2 separate regions of the Mus musculus genome follow, and region 1 is linked to region 2. The links are chromatin contacts, called in public HiChIP or PLAC-seq maps. All regions are on one chromosome and are shown on one strand. Each heading gives the region's core, a stretch centred on a gene start, on an enhancer-like site or on the middle of the called end of the contact. The rest is flanking DNA. Distances are from core to core; before and after follow the strand shown.

Evidence for each region. HiChIP or PLAC-seq counts read pairs in DNA pulled down with a chosen protein or histone mark.
Region 1: a contact with region 2 is called in a FOXA1 HiChIP or PLAC-seq map of pancreatic cancer cells. The contact joins two enhancer-like sites. A contact is called at or near these places in 2 of 484 Hi-C or Micro-C datasets (uterus and ventricular fibroblasts) and 2 of 115 datasets of contacts at active chromatin or transcription factors (fibro-adipogenic progenitors and pancreatic cancer cells).

What each region holds. Positions count from the first base shown.
Region 1 is chr15:64,541,608-64,544,757 of GRCm38.p6, reverse strand. All of the region lies in intron 1 of Gm30632 (a long non-coding RNA gene), which reads right to left. Among named protein-coding and RNA genes, the nearest start is that of Gm30632, 9.2 kb to the right of the region's middle. Within about 2 kb of position 1,652, at least 46 of the 459 cell types and tissues checked have an H3K27ac peak or open chromatin away from gene starts, as enhancers often do. A contact at or near this core is called in fibro-adipogenic progenitors and pancreatic cancer cells, where this site is marked.
Region 2 is chr15:64,329,568-64,332,780 of GRCm38.p6, reverse strand. All of the region lies in intron 2 of Asap1 (ArfGAP with SH3 domain, ankyrin repeat and PH domain1), which reads left to right. Among named protein-coding and RNA genes, the nearest start is that of 1700010G06Rik, 17 kb to the right of the region's middle. Within about 2 kb of position 1,555, at least 42 of the 459 cell types and tissues checked have an H3K27ac peak or open chromatin away from gene starts, as enhancers often do. A contact at or near this core is called in fibro-adipogenic progenitors and pancreatic cancer cells, where this site is marked.

The DNA of each region.
Region 1 (3,150 bases), core at 403-2,902, 210 kb before region 2:
CCATGGTGGATGAGGAAGCAGAGAAAGTCAATGCTGGTATTTGGTTGGTTGTCTCCTTTTCTCTTTTATTAGATCGAGGGACCTCTATCCCACAAGATTTTCTTTCTGTAAGTGAAAGAGTATGTCTCACAAATCTCAATCTGGTCCATTGACACAGAATACTAACAACCACAGACACCAACTGTCATTGTGAGAGTTCTGTGAAATAATACAAAAGCACTTAGCTGAGCAGCTGGCTCGACATAGGGTAGCTCTTATTTTTATATTGTATAACTATCCTATTGGTACTATGACAAATTATCACAATAATAATAATAATAATAATAATAATAATAATAATAGTCGCAGCTTAAAGCAATACACATCCATTGTCATATGTTTTACAAACTGGAAGTCTGGAATTCACATTATTGGACTAAAGGTATTAGCAAGATTGCCTTCTTCTGGAGGCTGTGAGCAGATAGAATTGATTTCTTTCCCCTCTGTAGTGTTTAGTATGTGTTTCTTGACTTGTATTCCACCATCTTCAAATCCCAGCACTCCAACCCCTGATCTCACCATCTTTCACCTCCTCCATATCACTCTTAGGAGGATTCTGTGATTACATTATCTGTAATCTACCTACATAATCTGTAAATCTTTAGGCTAATATTTGAAGTCTTTTTACCATCTATGTAAGTAACAGTTGCAGATCTGGTGGTTAGAAAACGAGTGAGGAAGGAGAACCATTATTGATCCAGCCATATAAATTAATAATAATGACAGGCAGGAAGTAGATAATAGAATGAGAAATCTGAGAAGTGCATTGGGAATGAGATTTGGTATGTATTAGGAGGGATAGCTAGTTCTACTTGTGAAGTTGAATTTCTGCCTGCCTGGGTCAATGTTTAAAAACCTCCAGCTAAAGTATTATCATGGCAGTTCCTTGATCCTTAAAAATGCTTCTCTGAGTAGTATGGTATTTGTCTTCCCAACATTATCTCAGCTTTCATACCTCCCTCACAGCCTAGCAGAGGCTTTGAGTGGCACTAGTCCTAGCTTCAGAGTGGGAAGAAAAATCAAGTGGTTATAGGGGTTGACCCAGAAGCAATCATATTAGCCTGAAGGGTCTAATCCAAGATGACAGAGGTAGGTCATGAGAAACCCTATACATGTGATATATGAAAGAAACCAGTCTAATGAGGAAGGCAACAAGCACCATAAAATGCTTCTAATTGTTTTAGTAATAGACCACAAAACTATATCTGAGTCCTGCTTTGGTCTTTTCCATTTTATGCTGCAATTCACTCTTCATTATGAAGCAACTGGGGTTCAGATCTTTCCTCCCTTCACACTTAAATCATCTTGAAGATGAGTAAGATTTCCTACATCTATTTGTAGACAAAGAAACTGGGGTTTAGTAAGAGAACAGACCTGTCAATATTGGAAAACCAGCTAGGAACATGAAAAGAATTCAACCTAGACCTCCGAGATACCATAGGCAGTTTTGGTTCACCAACAATGAATGATGGGTTGGAGCTGCTTAGTTCTTTTGCCCCTTCATTCTGACAGCACTGATGGATATGTGCAAAATATCAGGTGGACACAACTATAAAGAGAGCTGCATAGAGGGTAGAGACCATGTCTGCAACCCCCTCCCAGCATGGTGTATACAGGAGACATAAATCACCCAGAGACTGAGTCACCTCTTATGTAAATATCCTTCTTCCCAGGTTAGCTCTCCTTTGGAGATAATTGCTTGAGAAATATTGTCCCTTGGTTTCTCAGGAAAGCAATCTCAACTGCATTTTAATTCTCTCCAATCAAGATGCTATAATGAAAGCTCAAGAGGAGTAGGAACTAAATTGGCTTTAAAAAAAAAAGAGGGATCTAGTAAGTGCTATGAATTGCTCTAAATCAAATGCTCTGTTGTTTCATTTAATCACCATAACTCTTCGGGTGGTGCCATTATGTTAGATGGTCTCATGGGAAATTGAGGCCCTTCAGACTCAGGTCACTTAGCCTGCGCATGAGTGGATGAGCCCAAATCTGAATCACAGGCATGGATACTGAACACTGCGTACAATTTCCATCGCCTCACATGGCCTTCTCTAAAAATATCACTATGATCATTGTTCCTGGGATATTGCCTAATGCAGTGACCTCAGGAACATCAGGCAGGGCTGTCTAGGCCATCAAACAATAAGAGGAAACATGCCAAAGACACAACAGAGGACAATGAGCAGGCAGTCGATGTGGTGATCAGGTGAATTCACAAGGTAGAAACAAAAGCCCACTGGGTACGAAAGTAACTTGGGAACATCGTGGGGACCAGATGGTTTGATACACACCCCAAGGACAGCTGTGCTCCCAGATTCAGTAATTACCATGTTCTTAAAACAGAGGACAGTCACAAAAAAGACCAATGACTCATGCTTTGAAAAGCATATAAGTTTTTGTCTGGCCCCCCAGAGGCCACCAGGCTTTGACTCGAAAGCAGAAGCTGCTGCTTCTAGAAGTAGCAAGATAGAAAGGGCACCTTGCCACTGAATCTTCCCTCTGCCTCAGCAACGAGCTAGCAGCCCATACCAGAAAATAGTTCTGTAAATCAGCTAAAGTCATCTCATACCAGCTCCCTCAGCAAGTGATAATTATGATATAGGAACTAGAAAGAATGCTTGGTCATCTGGTTCCCTGCCTCCCTCCTCGGGTGAATGAGAAGCTGGCATGTATAAAATACTCAAAGGTATCATTAATGATAAAGTCTGCCATATGAGGTTGTTGCTGCCGGGTAAAAAGCCTAACAGCCCCCAGGGTCTCAAGAGACACTCAGTTCCTTAGCTACAGGGGAATAGCCAGATTATTCAGGACGGGAAAAAAAGAAAAAAGAAATTCCATCTTGGAGGATGTATACAGATCCAGAAATAAGACAAGGCAGAAGAGGGCCTCTAGCTTGGGGTGGACAGAGCTCTGGGACACAAACAGTGAATAAGAGAATGGGAAATAGACAGCAAAAGCCATGCTGGGACTAAAACAATATCTGAGCTTCATACATAAATGTATGAACAAGGTGGTAATGTTTTCAGAATGGATTTTCCAAGGCAATAGAAGATATATGACGGGCGTGGTAGGTAGTGAATGATGACAATGTTGGTAGTTGCCATGGTGAGC
Region 2 (3,213 bases), core at 306-2,805:
CATGCGATGGAATACCAATGAGGCTTTGTCATAGTGTTGGTGTCAGAGTTGGTCTCTGCTGAATTCTCTAGAGCAGTGACTTATTTATTCATTTATTCAGCAAATATTGATAAAGCATCTGCTGTTTTGCCAGGCATTGCTACAGAAGCTGGGCATTCAGCTCCTAGCAAGAAAGACAGGAAAATCTATAAATAACATTAAAAAAACAAGATAATTTCTGATGGTATGTAACTTACAAAAATAAGCCCGGGCAAAGAGAGAAGGAAGCATCTGAAGTGGGAGGAGCCAGGGCAGGGAGGAGGGACGATGTGGAGTCAGACCCGAAGTTATGGTGGGGTCAGTTTGCAAAGTATTCTGGGGTGGCATGTGTAAATGCCCAAGGTGTGTGTGAGACAAAAGTGACAAAACCTAGGGCTATGATGTCACAAAAGTCAACGACTTGGACAGTGAGGTCAAGGCTTAACCATGCAAGTCTTAGATTTTTGTCCTCAGTGCTTTAGAAAGTTGCTGCCCCTGGGTTGTCTTCAATGGTGCTCTAACACTGTCACTCTAATGCTGCAAGCTCCTGTTAAGAACCGTAAGCGTGGCTTGTCCAACTTGAGATGTAAGAATAAAATATATTAGTTTCCCAGAGTTCGCATGACAAAACAGATGCAGACATGTTCCACTGATGGCATGTGGATGTGATACTATTTTGCTACATGTGACCTATTATTAGAAGTAATCTTGTCTGTTTCTTTTTTCTCCTATGACTTCCATGGGTTGAACTACATACCTGACAAAGTCTGACTGACTTCCATTGCTGCTCACAGCACTGTGCTGGGCGTAGCCTAAGTTTTTACTTGCTTGGTTACAGCTACCTCTTGACTGGCCCAAGGTCCTACCTTAGGACCTGGTACATCATCTGATGGGTAGAGTCTTTGGGTACCAGGCGTTTAACTTGGATCATCTGGGCTCACATTGCTCCTTGTACCCAAGGCTTCAACCGCTATTCTTCCCCAAGGGATCTTCTTGGTGACCTTAGACTGCACATGGTCCAGGTCAGAACTTCATGGATCTAACTGCCCAGGGGCAGTCCTTCCTTAGCCAACTGGGGACTAGAGTGGGACAGAAAGCACTCTAGCCTCCCTGTCTCTAGAGGCTCTACTCTGAGGTGTGCTTCATAGCATCCTCCAAGGTCTCCAGTGTGGTGAGCTCAGATTACCATCTCTGTATCCTGCTCTTTAATACATCCAAGAATGGCTTTCTTCCCATCTTACTTGCTCTGTTGTCTACCTGGGATCAATTCCCAAATATGTTCTCATAATTCAGAGACTTGACTCAGGCTACCATTCTTGTTGGATCCAGTCTTACACTTGTGTCCAATAAATAGGTGCTCAGTTGAGAAGAGGGACCACCTCTCCAGTATATTATTGTACATAGGCTGGCTGCCCATGCCTAGGGGACAGGGGTGGGGCAAGCATAACAACAGATTCCTTGGCTAGTCTTGTTTGGTCTCTGGACCTCAGGGACAATGAGTATGACAGCTTTGGGTGTGGCATCTTTCTTGTACACACACCCAGGAGGACGGTTGAATCAGAAGTTGAGTCAGTGGGGCAGAGCCACTCAGCGGAGCATAGTCCTCTTGGATTAGCCAGGTCATGGGGTTCAGGGAATGTCTCTCAGAAGGAAAAGGGCAGGCATTGTTCCTCAAATACAATGAAGTAGACTTTTTATGGGTGTCAAGTCTGTATTTTTTTCTGACACCATGTCTAACATCCAATATATGAAGTTTTTTTGTTTTTGTTTTTAAATACCAGATGGTTCTCCAGTTTTATAAGGAAGGCCAACAGGGTACACTGTGATTCATTCTAATCTCTCTCTGTCTTTGTCTCTGTCTCTGTCTCTGTCTCTGTCTCTCTGTCTCTCTGTCTCTCTCTCCCCATGTGTGTATCTGTGTTTCTCTCTCTCTCTCTCTCTCTCTCTCTCTCTCTCTCTCTCTCTCTCTCTCTCTCTGTGTGTGTGTGTGTGTGTGAGAGAGAGGTTATTTATTTATTTATTTATTTAATATATCTGAACATTGTGCTGGATAGTTTTATGCCAACTTGACACAAGCTAGAGTCACCAGCAGGAGGGAGCCTCAACTGAGAAAATGTCTCTGTAAGATTGGGCTGTAGACAAACCGGTAGGGCATTTTCTTAATTACTGATTGGTAGTGGAGGGCCCAGTCCATTTATAGGTGGTACCATCCCTGGGCTGGTAGACCTGAAACAAGCCAATAATCAGTGCCCCTCTATGGCCTCTACATCAGCCCCTGCCTTAGGGTTCCAGCCCGGCTTGCGTTCTTGTCCTGACTTTTTCAGTGATGGACTACACTGTAGAAGTGTAAGCTAAACAAACCCTTTCTTCCCCAAGTTTTGGTCATGGTATTTGGTCATCGTTCCAGAAATAGAAACCTTAACAAAGACAAGTGCTTTGCCTGTGTGTATGTATATGAAGTATGTGTATACTTGCTGCATGTAGAAATCAGAAGAGGACATTGGATCCATTGGGACTGGAGTTACAGTAGTTTTTGGCTACTTAATGAATTCTGAGAATCAAACATGAGTTTTCTACCATGATGTTCTACCCAAAAACACAGGGCCACGTGACCATGTATTGAGCCCTCTGAAACCTCAAGCTCAAATAAATTCATCCTGCTTTAGGTTGTCTTTTTCAGGAATAGATGGACAGGCAAGATGGACCAAATCACTAGCTATTGGTAATTATAGCCTCTTGAAGCCCCTTTCCTTCTCAGAGTTCCTGAAAGAAGAGCTGCATTATCACCCTGAAAGAATTTGGCCCTCCAGTGATTTCCCTTATCAACACATGAAAGTTACTCATCAGCCAGGATATATATATATATACATATATACATACATATACATACATACATACATATATATATATGGAGGCTTATCAGTTATTAATAATTTTAGATAACTCATGGGAAGACCTATGCCTAGTGAGTTGTCTGGATCATGCTGTTATGTGTGTTGGCATGGGTGTTGGAAGAACGGAGGGAAACAGAGGCAATAGACTTTGGTGTGCAGAACATGTCCACTGTACTCATGTTGTTCCCTGGTCAGAGCCAGGCTGAACCATCTCCACATCAAACATGTTTGTGCCCACTGACATGACTCCTTTAGAACAGAGACATGCTTCTTTGCAGCAACATTCAAGACCTCCCCTAGA